Linked DNA regions of Zea mays: all the other regions are linked to region 4. A link is a contact called in public Hi-C data. All regions are on one chromosome and are shown on one strand. The core of a region is the stretch at or near the end of the contact, and the rest is flanking DNA. Distances in the headings are between cores, read along the strand shown. Region 1 has its middle 95 kb from the start of LOC100283599. Region 2 has its middle 96 kb from the start of LOC103650743. Region 3 holds the start of LOC100286243 (polcalcin Jun o 2). Region 4 holds the start of LOC103650745 (BTB/POZ domain and ankyrin repeat-containing protein NPR5).

What was found. A called contact is a pair of places that touch in the nucleus more often than the background predicts.
Region 1: a Hi-C map of leaf shows a contact between it and region 4, with 5 times the contacts expected there. The contact joins the enhancer-like site here to the promoter of LOC103650745 in region 4. A contact is called at or near these places in 3 of 25 Hi-C or Micro-C datasets (leaf and tassel).
Region 2: a contact with region 4 is called in a Hi-C map of ear, with 2.4 times the contacts expected there. The contact joins the enhancer-like site here to the promoter of LOC103650745 in region 4. A contact is called at or near these places in 5 of 25 Hi-C or Micro-C datasets (bundle sheath, ear, leaf and 1 more).
Region 3: a Hi-C map of ear shows a contact between it and region 4, with 2.4 times the contacts expected there. The contact joins the promoter of LOC100286243 here to the promoter of LOC103650745 in region 4. A contact is called at or near these places in 2 of 25 Hi-C or Micro-C datasets (ear and tassel).

The regions. Positions count from the first base shown.
Region 1 is chr3:151,716,706-151,720,720 of Zm-B73-REFERENCE-NAM-5.0, forward strand. No RefSeq gene overlaps it. Among protein-coding and RNA genes, the nearest start is that of LOC100283599, 95 kb to the left of the region's middle. Within about 2 kb of position 2,511, at least 19 of the 20 cell types and tissues checked have an H3K27ac peak or open chromatin away from gene starts, as enhancers often do. A contact at or near this core is called in leaf and tassel, where this site is marked.
Region 2 is chr3:151,751,818-151,755,674 of Zm-B73-REFERENCE-NAM-5.0, forward strand. No RefSeq gene overlaps it. Among protein-coding and RNA genes, the nearest start is that of LOC103650743, 96 kb to the right of the region's middle. Within about 2 kb of position 1,389, at least 17 of the 20 cell types and tissues checked have an H3K27ac peak or open chromatin away from gene starts, as enhancers often do. A contact at or near this core is called in bundle sheath, ear and leaf, where this site is marked.
Region 3 is chr3:151,609,657-151,613,311 of Zm-B73-REFERENCE-NAM-5.0, forward strand. LOC100286243 (polcalcin Jun o 2) reads left to right here and starts at 1,351. Exons shown (of 2, transcript NM_001159131.2): 1 at 1,351-2,069; 2 at 2,618-2,926. The coding sequence starts at 1,485. The coding sequence ends at 2,069.
Region 4 is chr3:152,083,733-152,087,485 of Zm-B73-REFERENCE-NAM-5.0, forward strand. LOC103650745 (BTB/POZ domain and ankyrin repeat-containing protein NPR5) reads left to right here and starts at 2,435. Exons shown (of 2, transcript XM_008676308.2): 1 at 2,435-3,715. The coding sequence starts at 3,185.

The DNA.
Region 1 (4,015 bases), core at 1,261-3,760, 370 kb before region 4:
TAACCCCCATCAGCACAAAGCTGCAAAGGCCTGATGGGCGCGATTAAGGTCAAGGCTCAGTCCACTCAAGGGACACGATCTCGCCTCGCCCGAGCCCAGCCTCGGGCAAAGGCAGCCGACCCCGGAGGATTCACGTCTCGCCCGAGGGCCCCCTCAAGCAACGGACACACCTTCGGCTGGCCCGAGGCCCAGTCTTCGCAGAGAAGCAACCTTGGCCAGATCGCCACGCCAACCGACCGTATCGCAGGAGCATTTAATGCAAGGATCGCCTGACACTTTATCCTGACGCGCACTCTTCAGTCGACAGAGCCGAAGTGACCGTAGTCACTTCGCCGCTCCACTGACCGACCTGACAAGAAAACAGCGCCGCCTGCGTCGCTCCGACTGCTGTGCCACTCAACAGAGTGAGGCTGACAGCAGCTAAGTCCAGCCTCGGGCGCCATAGGAAGCTCCGCCTCGCCCGACCCCAGGGCTCGGGCTCAACCTCGACGCTGGACGACGGACTCCGCTTCGCCCGACCCCAAGGCTCGGACACAGCCTCGGCCTCGAAAGACGGTCTCCGCCTCGCCCGACCCAGGGCTCGGGCTCAACCTCGACCTCAGAAGACGGACTCCGCCTTGCCCGACCCCAGGGCTCGGACACAGCCTCGGCCTTGGAAGACGGTCTCCGCCTCGCCCGACCCCAGGGCTCGGACTCAGCCTCGACCTCGGAAGACGGACTCGACCTCGGAGGAGCCTCCGCCTCGCCCGACCTAGGGCTCGGACCGACCACATCACAGGGGGGCCATCATTACCCTACCCCTAGCTAGCTCAGGCTACGAGGAACAAGACCGGCGTCCCATCTGGCTCGCCCCGGTAAAACAAAAAATGATGGCGTCACGCGTGCTCCATGACGACGACGGCTCTCAGCCCCTTACGGTAGAAAGGAGACATCAGCAAGGACTCGACAGCCCCGACAGCTGTCCTTCCACAGGGCCCAAGCGCTCCTCCGACGACCACGACATCACATGAACAGGGTGCCAAAACCTCTCTGACTGCCACGACGGCATGTACTTAGGGCTCTAGCTCCTCTCGGCTAGACACGTTAGCACACTGCTACACCCCCATTGTACACCTGGACCCTCTCCTTACGCCTATAAAAGGAAGGTCCAGGGCTCTCGTACGAGAAGGTTGGCCGCGCGGGAGAACGGGCCAACGCATAAGGCTCTTGCCCTCTCTCTCTCTCCCACGCGAACGCTTGTAACCCCTACTGCAAGCGCATCCATCCGCCCTGGGCGCAAGACAACACGAAGGCCGCGGTTTCCCCTTACTGTTCTCCCCCTTTGTGTCCCGTCTCGCGCCGACCCATCTGGGCTGGGATACGCAGCGACAATTTACTCGTCGGTCCAGGGACCCCCCCGGGGTCGAAACGCCGACAAAATTCTAGCACTAATTTATCATATTTAGGCTGCCAAGATCATACGATGTCGACGTGCCTTTACAGCCACCCTGAAAACTGAAAAATCCATCTGGGAGTACCTAGCTAGTTTCCCACGCTCAGAACTGAAATGCGATACGCAAACGAACAATGCGTTCAACTCATTTTTCCACGGCAGCTACTCACCAACCGTGTAAATGCAAGTGTAGATGTGTACAACAACTTTTTACCGATTAGAATTAGACTCAACTGAAGATATATCATTTCACTTGTTTCATAAATTTTGTTTCAATTTATCATTATTAGTTCATGTTCTCTTTTCCAGATTTTATTTGTTATATAGTTCATTTTCTTTTTTCCAGATTTTATTTGCTATATAACATCTGGATGTAAATATATTATGTTCGTCATGACTCTTATTCACCATTTATTTTATAGCTATGAATTGCTTTAGACTATGTTGTAATTTTTTTTCATTATTACTTTAGCAATACCTTAATTTTGATTCGTCCTCTTGCCTGCGACAAGATAGGTAGCAAAGCAGCAAGCTCGGCAGCCGCAGCGTTAGGCGACCGGGTACGCAAACCAAAATCATGACTGAAAACGGGAGTAATCAAAATCAAAATTAGTATCTGGATAAGTACCCGTTTTCATCCTAGCGTGCTAGTAGCTACCATACTAGTCACCGGTGGGTAGCTTCCCTCAATGACCATCGCCTCAACGATCGTCGTGTTTTGCATTTCCACCATAGTTGCGCTGCACCTGCAAGTGTAATCCAAACAGAGAGAGGCACACGACGGCCCTGACAGACAGTGGCCTCATGGTCAGACGTCGATCCCGGCCCCGCGAGACGACCGTACGCAGACGCACGTTTACCACGCTGGCAGTGCCCTGTGCCGTGCACGCCCTGTCGTTGCGATCTCAAGCATCGAGACCGGCGGCGGCGCCAATCGACGACGTCGAGACTCAGGCCAAACAGCCGTGAGAGAGTTGGACCCGCCCGTCGACGTCGGCGGCACCGTACCAGCTGGACGGTTCCTACTACTAGCTCCGCGGCCTGCGTCACAGCGCGAGCGACGCGGTGTGTGGAATTTACAAGGACAAGCCCCGCCACGCGGACGCCGTCGCGGTCACTCGTGGTCAGCGCTCAGGTCAGAGCACGCTTCTCCCGCCGCTTCGTTCCGGTTTCTGTTGTTTCAGCTGCAGACGCCGCAGCCGACATCCTCCGTTCAACGAACTAGCGCGGGCCGCCTGCAGCATGTCGCGCGGCACACTGAGCCAACTCTTTATCTTTTTCTTTTTCTTTTTCTTCTCCACAACACCGATGCTAAAGAGCTTCAGATTAGAAAATAAAGAAGCTTCACCCCGGCCCACGGAGAATCATATATACAAAAAATGGTAAATATAGAGGTCAGATTTATTATTTTTAGGAAGCTCATCCATATTGCTCAGCCTTGTGTGTCAAGCCATAAATCAGAACTGACAAATAACCTCACCTATCCAGAGCACTAATGGTCTATTCCCGTGTCTTGTCATGAGCTCAAGTAGGTGTTTTCATTCAAGATATCATGTAGGCTAATATCTTCACAACAGAGAACATTATACCAACCTAAACGCTAAACTTATCAGACAAGAATTAGTACTCAGGAAACGCACTGGTGGGCTGTGATGGCCCCACTGGCCCATGAAACGCCCGTGAATGGGTGAGGCCCATGTGAATGTAAGTTTGATTCTTTGCCCGAACGCACAATGCACATTTGGGTTTGGGCTTGAAACCGAAGGAGGAACTAGTGTCTCCTCGAACTCTACCTACCTGTGCGACCGTTCCTCGATCATGGTAGTAGTTCTGTCCGCGCACAACGCTGCGTCGGTGCTAAGAGACATGAATGGCATTACCAGCAGAAATGATTGGTGCCGGCTCCCATGATTGTTCAACTCCATGATCGGGGAGATATCGTGTGCGTGTAATGTAGTACACCCTAGATGGTCGCCTGTGAAAGTTCCGGCCATGATGACCCTATATATATATATATATATATATATATATATATATATATATATATATATATATATATATATATATATATATATATATATATATATATATATATATATATATATATATATATATATATCTCACATCAGGGAAGAAGGAACCCCAGGCCAAAGCCTCCTTCGGCGCACCCACAAATGCTTCTGCTTGCTGCCTACGTCTCTGCCTCCCAATCGTGTCTCGTCGTCTCGCTTCGCCGCACATAGTGTTCTTGGTGCCTCTGCTTTCTATCTAGCTCCCCCTTTTTTTTGTTTGAAGAACTGTTCCATGTCTAATCCATCTCTCTGATTCGTAGGGACACGTATACATGATGCGAGGATAAAGGTGCTGCTGAGCTTTCCTTGCCCCCTCCCCAAACCAAATGTTGTATCCCTGCAACCATGCATCCAAACGTGCCATGAATGGCCGGTCGACATCCTACGTTTTATATAGGGTTAGAGTAGGGAAAGGGCCCCGCCTCGTCGCTGACAAAGGAAATGCAAATGCATGCGAGTCGTGGCCGTGGATGCAGACATCCATTACTATAGGGGCCTGATTGGTTGTGGT
Region 2 (3,857 bases), core at 139-2,638, 330 kb before region 4:
GAGCGGTCGGCCAGGCCTAGTAGCTCTTCTATTCTATGGTTGGTCTCGATCTTTTTTTCCCGCCGGCACCCGGCAGGGCAGGGCAGGGCAGCAACTTTTCCCGTGCTACAGGTTGACAGGACGTGAAACTAGGAAAAAAGGGGAAGAGATGTGTCGTGAAGACATGGGGATCGAGCGCCTGCCTGCCTCTGCTTCCACTGTACTTTGCGCCCAGCTCTAGTGCCTGCCCTGGGGTGGCTCAGCTGTGGCTTGCATGCATGTGACTATATGTTCCTCACGTCAAAAGCTGGGGGCACACACAGATATCATATCAGAGCTAGCTAGTAGGGACTGGCTGGCCCCCCAGATCAGACGACCTGCGCTGCGTTGCGTGCTTTTTCCTTGCTTCAATTCAACTCGATATAATAACACAAAGTGCACGTGTAAGTAGCGATAACAAATGCGTCCATGTGACGGGGGTGAATGCATGCATGCCTCGGTCGTCGCAGACTCGCAGTCCCTCCCTCCCAGGCTGCTCTCTGTACTACGTCGTACACGACGTGCGCACGCGCGCGGCGGCAGATGGTGACCCGCACGTACGTACGTACTGACATGGCATTGCATTGTACGGCAGCACAGAGGAGTAAGTACGTATACATGTGTGTGCGGGTACGAAAAGAGAGGGCATGCACCATGCAGGACAGGAGTAGGTGTAGAGAGTGAAGTAGAGTAGTCAAAGTGACGGATCGAGAGGATGGGCAACGTGCTGCTCAGCTGCTGTGTGGGAATGGGATACGATACCGATACGATACGCCGGGCGGGGCGGCGGGAATCTGGAGAGGCGTGCGGTCCGGTGCGGTGGTGCTCTGGTCTCGGCCTCGGTCTGCGTGAGACGACGAGGAGCCTTGCGGCGCGCTCGCTCATGTGCTGCACTGCTGGCTGCTGCGCCTGCGCCTGTCCCTGCGCCCCTATTTGTTTCAGCTTTTTGCAGCTTCTGGCCACCAAAAGCTGATGTGGACTGCCAAACGCGTCAGCTTTTCAGCCAGCTTCTATAAAATTCGTTTAGGTAAAAACTATTTAAAATCAACATAAACATATAATCGGTTGAGTTGTTGCAATAATAGGAATCCGTCACTTTCTAGATCCTGACCCCTATAAACATTTTTATCTTCCTCCGCATGTAATCCTAATAATACTCAGATTCTCCCCACAGCCAGATTCTCTTCACAGCCAGATTCTCAGAAAAGCTGGTCAGAAAAAAGCTGAACCAAACAGGCCCTGCGTTGCGTGTGGAAGAGAAGAAACAGAAACAGCAGCTGCAGTGCAGGGGGCCAGGGACGGATGGATGGATGCAATACATGCGGAGGCGGAGGCGGATGCAAGGGGAGCGGCGCTGGAGCAGTCAAACGTCACATCCTAGTCCTAGGCCGCAAATCATAAGACGCGGACAGCGATGCGTCAATCAGTGGGATCCGCCTCTAGCTCGCCTGCGTGCCTTTCCCCCGCCAATGCATGCAGGTGTGCTTGCAAGCAAACATGGATCCGGGACGACAAGCCATGGCTGGCTGGCCATGCACGCGCCTCGTCCTACCGATGCTGCTGCTGCCAAGCGATGCAAGGCCTTCCACTACAGTAAACGAAACAACTTCCGACGGTCAAAGCCGTCGGACATAAACTTTAAACCATCAAAGATAGTTTATGCCCAACGGTTTTTAGTTATCTCCGACGGTCTCTGGCGTCGAACATATTGGGTCGGACATAAGCTATCTCCGACGGCCGCAGCCACCCGTCGGACGTAGCAAGTGTCAACCGTTTTAATGGTCGATTGGTATGACCCACAGACTTATGTCCGACGGTTTATACTAAGCCGTCGGACATAACCAACGCTTATGTTCGACGGTTTACACTAAACCGTCGGACATAAATAACCCTTATATCCGACGGCTGCCCGTCAGGCCGTCGGACATAATAAATTTCAGAAATTACACAAAATTCTATTTTTAAAAAATCTGACATTTACAAATAAAAACAGATTTCATGCAAATATACACAGAATTCATATACAACCACATATTCACAACCACAAATATACTCACATAAGTATTCACATTCACAAATTGGAAATAACGACATATAGTTCCAAATAGTCTCAACAAGTCTTTTGCATCAACATATAGGTCCAAAATAAAAACCGACATTGTTCGACAGATAGGGTTTGACATGAACAGTAATAGTTCCAAATTAAACACATTTGATCAACTATCACTCATATTCATCGCCTGGTTGGTTCGAGTTATAGCCACTTCCTCCGGATGGACTATGCGTGTTGAAAAGGTTGTTCACCCAAGAATGCGATGCGTCGTCTTGACCAGACCCATCTCCAGGTGCGGCAACTGAAGCGGGTGGTGTCTGAAATCCCTATAACACACGCACATGAAATAGTGACCACTCAGTTTTTCATTTAAACACATAAGACATCTATGAACATGTCAAACACGCATATGTGTACATACCATAGAGAATTGTGACGGAGGCGGAGGTGGAGGCGCCAGCATTGGCATTGGCAGTGCAAAGTCCGGAGGCGGCATCCCATATGTGGGCATCGAGACGCCCGTTTGTTGGGCTAGTTGCTAAAAATTATATAAAAGCCATTGTTGAGCAAATAAGATATACATCATGTGTTTTGCAAAATAAGGTACAAAATGTTACTTCAACTTACCGAGAGAAGAGCTTGATTTTGGGCCTGTAGGTTTGCATAATACTCGTTCTTCTTCTTCTGGTACTCAGCTTGTTGTCTCTGGTACTCAGATTGTTGCCTCTGGTACTCCAATTGTTCCCTCAAAACTGATTGATGATACTCTGCCTGTTGACGCAACACTACAAGCTCTATCTCTTGGGCAGATGATCGTGAACGGGACGACTGTGAAGATGACGATGTGGACTGTCGTCCACGACGTCTCAGCTCCCTAGAATCAATCGTAGAATAAAAAATACCCAACCTACAAGAGTGAACCATGCACTTAGTATAGTAAATCATGGACTTGTATCGCAAGCATATGAGGATAATTTTGAAATCCAAATCAAATAATCCCACCGTACATGGGCTTGTCCTCCTGCGCTAGCATATGCTACCTGAGGGTCGATTGGCTGGCCCCTCCAATCGTACTCTTATCCATGGCGTTGAACCATCTCCTGCCCATACGAAGCCTGGAGGCAAACAATATCAAATATAAGTGCATAACCCCTATGCCCTTGCAAACAATATCAAACACATAATAGAGTACCAAAAACTCACTAGACGGTCAGTGGTCGTCTGAGTGCATAAAACATCAGGATTCTGAGGATCAGAACCCCTATGCCCTTGCATATACACCTCCAAATCCATGGGCGTACGACCGGATTTGACTTCCTGTACATACAAGTTAGAATGACACATTTCTATGTAATTCAAAGTTACAACATACTGTGACTTACCATTCGCTTAGCCAAGCGCACATGACCATCGCCGCCGTAGTTGTGGAACGACTCAGTCCCACGGTTTCCCCTGTTCCTTTCGGAAATGGCACAAAACTCAGGGGAAGCCCACCATCTGCACAAGGCTCGATAACCCTCTGATCGGGTGGCCATCCACGACACCGACACCTACATGAAATTTTTTCAATAAAGCAAATACATGGATTCGTGCGATATGAGATGCAACAACCTGTTTACCTCAAGGTATTGCTCCTCCATAAGGTAAATTGATGACCACTCGGCCTTGGTATTTGGCATCGGTCGATCATCAGCACTTGCTCTGTACCATGCCTTTATAGCCTGAATTCGTGCATAGTACATTGCATCTGCAATGACATCATTCGCGTTATACTCAAACACGTAAT
Region 3 (3,655 bases), core at 101-2,600, 480 kb before region 4:
CTCGTCAGCCGGCAAGGTTTCCCAAGTCGGCTTTATGATGTTGCTTGGAGAAATATCAGAGCTATCCCTTGAACCGGCCATTGAGGGCCGATTTGATGAGCTTAGATATGTATGTCCCCAGCGGAGTCGCCAAAAAGTATGTTGACGCCTTTTCGGAGCGTCAAATACTCAAGAAGAACCGGCAGCGGTGCTCTCTGGTCAGGCACGGACGGTACGCGGCCTGGGGCCGGACTGTCCGCGACCTGGCGCAGGGGCTAGGGTTTCCTGCCTGACGGCCGGACGGTCCGCGCGTGCGCAGGGGCGGCGGAAGATCGTCGGCGGCGCCTGGATCTCGCTCCCGGGAGGGACCCCGTCGGGAAGGAGAGATCCTAGGGATTGTCTAGGCTCGGGCCGGCCGACCTAGACTCCTCTAATCGGCGTAGAGTCGAAGAGAGCCGAAGAATTTGGGGATCGAGAGGCTAAACTAGAACTAGACTAGAACTACTTCTACTTGTACTGGAAATAAATGCGAATAGAAGTTGTATTGATTCGGTTGATAGTTTAAAATCGGCCGTAGACCTCTCTATTTATAGAGGAGGGGGGCTGAACTCTTTACACAACTGATTCCAAGCTAATTCCGCGAATATAGCTAATAACCGTAGCACAAAACTCGGAACCCTAATATGTTCGGCGCACGCGCGGACCGTCCGGCCCACAGGCGCGGACTGTCCGGACCGCGGACCGTCCGGCCTTAGGGCCGAACCGTCCGCCAGCTCTTTTTTGGTTCAAACACACACGTTCTAAACGCAGCTTACCCATCGCACAAGAATCGCATCGCATATCCAATAGCAGTGACTATTACTTCCCCCACATTTACTTAAGCAGTCCTCCAACTAAAAGAAAGGAACAAAAAGACAGACGACCCTCACAAGCAAACCCGTCGCCTTGCCCCCATCTCACATAGTACATGCTTCGGCATCAAAGTGGTAGGTTTGCATGTGGTGGCGCCATGTTCGTTCGGACCCTCTGGCTCATGCCATCATCTGGGGTGTTTTGCGGGCCAAGCAACCTTTAAGCATACTATTTTCTTTTCTCTCTCTCTTTTTCCCTTTTTTTCGAACGAACTTGTTTTTTAATCGTAACCTAGCAAATAAAATCTTATATATTGAAACAAACAAAGGGGGGAAATTGCCTTTACAATACTACAACTACAAGCAGGTTTGCGGGATCCGCAATCCCACTGGCACTGGCAGGTGCGAAGCAAATACGGCTTCCCAAACGCAGGCCCACAATGCAGGGACTCGTAGCGCAACAGCTAGACGCCGCAGCTTCCTCCCCGGGCCCCGGCCTCCCTCCCTGGCTGCGATCCGTGATCGATAGCAATGGGAAAGGAACTGCCTCTGCCTTGCCTCTATAAATACGCCGCCCGTCGCAGAACCGAAACCGCAGCCGTGACGGATCCAGCCGAACCCCCTCGCAGTCGCAGCCCCCTCACGCCACGCGACATGGGCAAGATCAGGATGCCCGTGCCGTCCCTGTTCCGCCGCCGCTCCTCCAAGCCGCCGCCGCCGCAGCCGCAGCAGCAGGCGCCTGCCGCGGGCGACGGCGACGGCAGCGGGTCCCCGGAGCGGGCGACGGCGGAGGAGGAGATGGCGCGCGTGTTCCGCAAGTTCGACGCGAACGGCGACGGGCGGATCTCGCGGTCGGAGCTGGCGGCGCTGTTCGAGAGCCTGGGCCACGGCGCGTCGGACGACGAGGTGGCGCGCATGATGGCCGAGGCGGACGCGGACGGCGACGGCTTCATCAGCCTGCCCGAGTTCGCGGCCCTCAACGCCACGGTGGCCGGCGACGCGGCCGCCGTCGAGGAGGACCTGCGCCACGCCTTCCGCGTCTTCGACGCCGACGGCAGCGGCGCCATCTCCGCCGCCGAGCTCGCGCGCGTCCTCCGCAGCCTCGGCGAGCCCGCCTCCGTCGCGCAGTGCCGCCGCATGATCGAGGGCGTCGACCAGAACGGCGACGGCCTCATCTCCTTCGACGAGTTCAAGGTCATGATGGCCAGGGGAGGAGCATGCTTCGCAAAGATCGCCTAGGTAATTAGAGGTTCCCTCCCCAGCCCTTTCGAATCCCTGCTGCTCCACCCATCCCCCCCCCCCCCCCCCCCCCCCCCCCCCCTCCGTTCACAGCAGCCGAGCGTATGGCGTCGTGTGCGGTCTTAAGTAAAGTGTATATAGAAGCCAAGATCATCATGGAGAAGCACTAGCGCTAGATTCTTCTCTCTACTAATAATTGGGAACCACGGCGGATATTGCTTTTTGCAAGATTGGAGCCTGGATGAAAGCAGTGGTTCAGAGCTAACTTCTGTTCTAGAGATGCGGATGCTTGACTATGTGAATGAAAGAGTAGACGATTCGAACCTACTCCTATGTGGATCTCTAATTCGTGTGTTTCCACCTCTCGGAATATGTGAATGTTTTTTGCATGTTTGTTTGGTATTTGTTAGATCCAATGTAAATCTGGTAATCTCAGCGCGGTGGAATCCGTAGGCTGTTAATTTAGCTCGATGCAGATAAAAGCTGTAGTGATCTTTTGTTGAACTTGTGGAGGATTTTTTTTTCTTAAGATCTCAAACATGGAACAGGAATATTCTTGCGAAGGTGGGGAGGAGCTTGAGGAATTGTCCTGATTGCGTACCTATCAATCATTGGCATCATCAGGGCGCGATGGGAGCTCGAATCTCTTCATTAGTTTATATCTACTGGTTGGAATTGGAAGCAGAACATGCGGAGGCCTTGGGTTGCATCTGTCTGCTCCAGTATACTAGTAGAAGATACGTACGTACACCTGTCATAGGAAATCCTGTCACAGGTTGCGTAGTATTACTACTAAATAGTTGTATGTTTTGGTAGGGATACTTAATTCTAGTCCTTAGAGAACTGTTTAGCGCGGCTCATGGGATGGATGACAGACAGAAACAGCTGATGACTAGCGTTGGCTGCTTGGCTCCAATCCAAGGAAGCGTGCGTCAGCCACTCACATGTGTGCTCGTGGTTTACGCGGTGAGTATCTGTGCTGTGCCACCTGGATCCAATTTGGCACCGTGCATTGCATCCGATTCCGAACCAACTCTCGTCAAGTTCGGCATCATCAATTCATCATCATCTCTACGAACAAATATGTGGCTCGCGTGCCTCCGAGTTGCGGTGTGTTGACGCTTGACGGGTACCATCCGCATCGTTGTTGACGATGCCAGTTGGGCCAACAACGGAAGGGCTGATGCGCAGCCTGCCGCTGAGCCCAGCCCAAATGTACAACACGGACCGGGGGAATGGACAGAGATGGGCTGCAATTAGAGGTGATAATGGATCACGATTCACAAATTGTTTGAGCTATTAACTAGTTTTAGTTTAAAAATAAATAGAAATCTTAGCTCATACATCACTCCACCAAAACATCAGTGCTATAAGACTAGCTCATACATCACTCGTGCTATAAGACTAGCTCCACCAAGGAGCTCTAAAGGGTCCTGTACCCTAAATTTAGAGGACGAGGTCCTCTACTCCCTCCAACAGTGTAGTCTAAACGGTCCTCTAAATTTAGAGGACGTTGTTGGATCCTCTATATATAAAGTTTCTATAAACGGTTCTCTATTTATTTGAATACTTTAAACAATCGGTTT
Region 4 (3,753 bases), core at 1,185-3,684:
TTGAAACTATAACACTCAACAAAGAAGCTTTACTGGTTCTTAGGTGTGCCTTTTTTGTTGAGTGCTTTGGCCACTGCACTCGGTATAGTTAATGACCGTCAACTATAGACAACTGCTGACGGCCCTTTGCCGAATGTCATGTTTCATCGAGAGCTTGACGTTCGACAAAGACTCGCCGAGCGTCAGTGCATACCGAGTGTTTGGCGCTCGATAAAGAGAATCTTTGCATAGTGTTATTGTTCGCCGAGAGTAGCACTCGGCAAAACGTGTTTTGTCGAGTGCCCGATAAATTGCAATCGGCAAAGAGCCGAGCCATACAATTGCAGCGATCAAAGAATATGCCAACATCATTATCTTAACCCCCTATGGCCTTATCTCGTCATCCAATCTGACAGGAAGGATCGATGGATAGGATAGAAAAAGAAAGAACAGAAAATGATGGAAACTAAAAAGTCAATAAGGCCAACATAATAAACAACATGTAGCTTTCTCAAGTGATCAATCGTTATTATATATATACGGAACCATGCAAAAAGGTAATTAGCCAAGATCTCTTCCTAATACTTTATGTGCTCCCTAATCATCACCAAATAATGGGTTGGGATAATTTGGGCGATTAACAAACAAGCACACATGCATGATGAGGAATCTTTGTCCAATTAGTCAACAGAAAGAAGAATGATCGGCGATATATATACATACATGCATAGCTGCCCTACTCTATATATATGTCTGTATATGTATATATACAACTATATCCCAGCATCACACATATTATTATATATACGCGCCTATATCTAAAATCTCAAGTCCTGAATGTAACAGATGCTGTCTTCCTTGTCATCTTGCACGCTGCTGGTAAAGGGCACGGCATGCCTGGGCCGATACGTTGCTGGAGAGCTTGAAGGCGGGCATTTGTTTCTGGGAAGCTGCTAGGTGGGGCGCAATTATCACCAAATCATTTTGGTGTGTTTAGTTTTTCTGACTAAAGTTTAATCCCTGTAAAATCAAATATTTGAATACCAATTTAAAATTATAAATATATATAGTCTAATTATAAAAACTAATTATATAGAGACTAAACAACGAGACAAATATACTAGCTAAATCCATGATTAACAAATGTTTACTGTAGCATCACATGCATGACGACCAAATCATAGACTAATTAGATTTAATAAACTTATCTTATCGTTTAGTCATTATCTGTGTAATTAGTTTTGTAATTAAACTATATTTAATACTTCTTAATTAGTATTAGAACATCTAATGGGTAGGACTAAAATTTAGTTAGATGGATCCAAACGGGCTCAGACTGTTATCACCTTTTGCCCATATTTCTCCACCTTGTATTTTGACTTGCTACAAAAGCCTATGTGTGTATATATTAAATAAAAAATATTCCCTCTATTTTATTTATCACGTTTTAGTTAAAAATAAATTAGACAACAACAAATATTCAAAAACGAAAGTACATATAAAGATCAGAAGAAAGAAAATACGGATAGTTAGGAATTGTGATGTGTCACCCACCAGTTATTATTAGCAATATATAACGTGTTAACGCCGGCTTCCCCACAGTTTCTGCTGTAATATTTATTAATAGCGACACGCAACATATATATGTGCATGTGTGTCGTCGCTCGAACCACATATATATATATATATATATATATATATATATATATATATATATATATATATATATATATATATAATATTAATGTGTATGTGTATGTGTATACTAGCCTATAGCTAGTCGTTGATTAATCTAATCAAGCTAAGCATGAGTGCATGACTGTATGTCTCTAGTATAAAAATATATATCGAGCTGCATTTACATTATACAAAAACAAAATGCACGCAGAACATTTACATTATAGAAATTAATTAATTTATTAAATGGAAAATAAATAAATCAGCAGTATCACAACACGACATGGCTCCCTGCAGCAGAACATTTAATAGACATACATACAACCATGCAGGGGGGCCGGCCGGGAGCAGATAATTCATCAGTCCAGACATCAGTTGATCTGTGGCATTTAATTTACAGGCCAAACTGTCAAAGCTTGGAACTCTCTTAATTTCCGTCACACGCTATGTCTACATCCACTGAGAGTTAACTGTTTCCAAGGGCCCTGACGAACTGTACGCATGCATGTGCGTGCTCCCCGTCCCACACTGCAATAAGTCGATCGTCTCTGGCTTTGAAAATGATCTGCAATGTTTCGAAAAAGGATCTGCAATTTGAAACTAGCAAATGATGCTCTAAATTTTGTTTTTTTGTTTTTGTTTTTTTTAAACTTGTGTGCATATCTTAAACGCAGGCAGCATAGTGCACAGTGCATAGGATAGCAGAGAAAGCACCAATTATTTATGCCCCCCAGGCGGGCAGGAGCAGGACAGCCACCCACCCATATAAACATACGCTGATACGCACGCCTCAAACCCCTCACTGCGAGACAGCCTTCCCTTCCAAAAAAAAAAATCTCCATCGGCCTGGCCAGCCACCCACATACAGTAACAGTAGCCATCCCCAAGTCCACCTCTAGTCCCTCCTCTACCCGTCTCTCTTTTTCTCAAGAGCTACACGAGAGAGAGAGAGAGAGAAAAGGAGGGGAGAGAGGCACACAACGCTGCTGTGCTGCACACACAAACAAGTAGCAGTAGTGGAAGAAGCGAAGGGATCGGAGGAGGAGAGGAGAGGAAGTGTGGCCGGTGACAGACAGAAGAGAAGAAGAAGAACAAGAAGAGATGATGGTGGTGGTGAAAAGAGACGGGGATGATGCAGCACAGGCGGTGGCGGCTTCAGTTTGAGCAGCTGCGTGCAGAAGCTGAGCCAAGAAAGCAAGCAGCAGCTGCAACCGCTTCCAGTCCCCCCCCTGACTCTCCCAGCCAGCCGCCAGCAGGCTCAGTCGCCCAAGCAGCAAGCACCAAAGCGATCGATCGAGCTGCTCTCCGTCCGTGCTGGTCCCCCTCGCGCGCCTCTCCACTCCCCCCTCTCTCTCTCTCTTTCTCTGATCCATCCACCCAATTCGCCAGCTCCGCCGCCACCCTAGCTAGCTAGCAGCTAGAGTACAGAAGCGGAAGGTAGACCGCTCGGAGGCGGGAGGAAGGTCGACCGACACGAGTAGAGTCGAGCAGGCCGGCACAGCAGCTTGCCTCTCGACCGGCGGCGGCCATGGAGGACACCCTCAAGTCGCTGTCCATGGACTACCTCAACCTGCTCATCAACGGGCAGGCCTTCAGCGACGTCACGTTCAGCGTGGAGGGCCGCCTGGTGCACGCGCACCGCTGCATCCTGGCCGCGCGCAGCCTCTTCTTCCGCAAGTTCTTCTGCGGCGCCGCCGCCGCCGACCAGGCCGCCGCGCCCGGCGCGCTGCTGCTGGACCACCTCAGCCCGCGCTCCCCGTCCGGCGGCGCCTCCTCCTCCTCCCCGCGCGGCGGCGCCGGCGGCGCGGGAGCCTCCGCGGCAGCGGCGCCGGGCGCCGTCATACCCGTCAACTCCGTCAGCTACGAGGTGTTCCTGCTGCTGCTGCAGTTCCTCTACAGCGGCCAGGTGTCCCTGGTGCCGCAGAAGGGGGATCCCCGGCCGGGCTGCGGCGAGCGCGCGTGCTGGCACACGCACTGCGCCGCCGCCGTCGACCTCGCGCTCGACACGCTCGCCGCCGCACGCTCCTTCGGGGTCGAGGAGCTCGCGCTGCTCACCCAGGTAACCATACCAAACTAACCAACCAATTCCAGCATCTC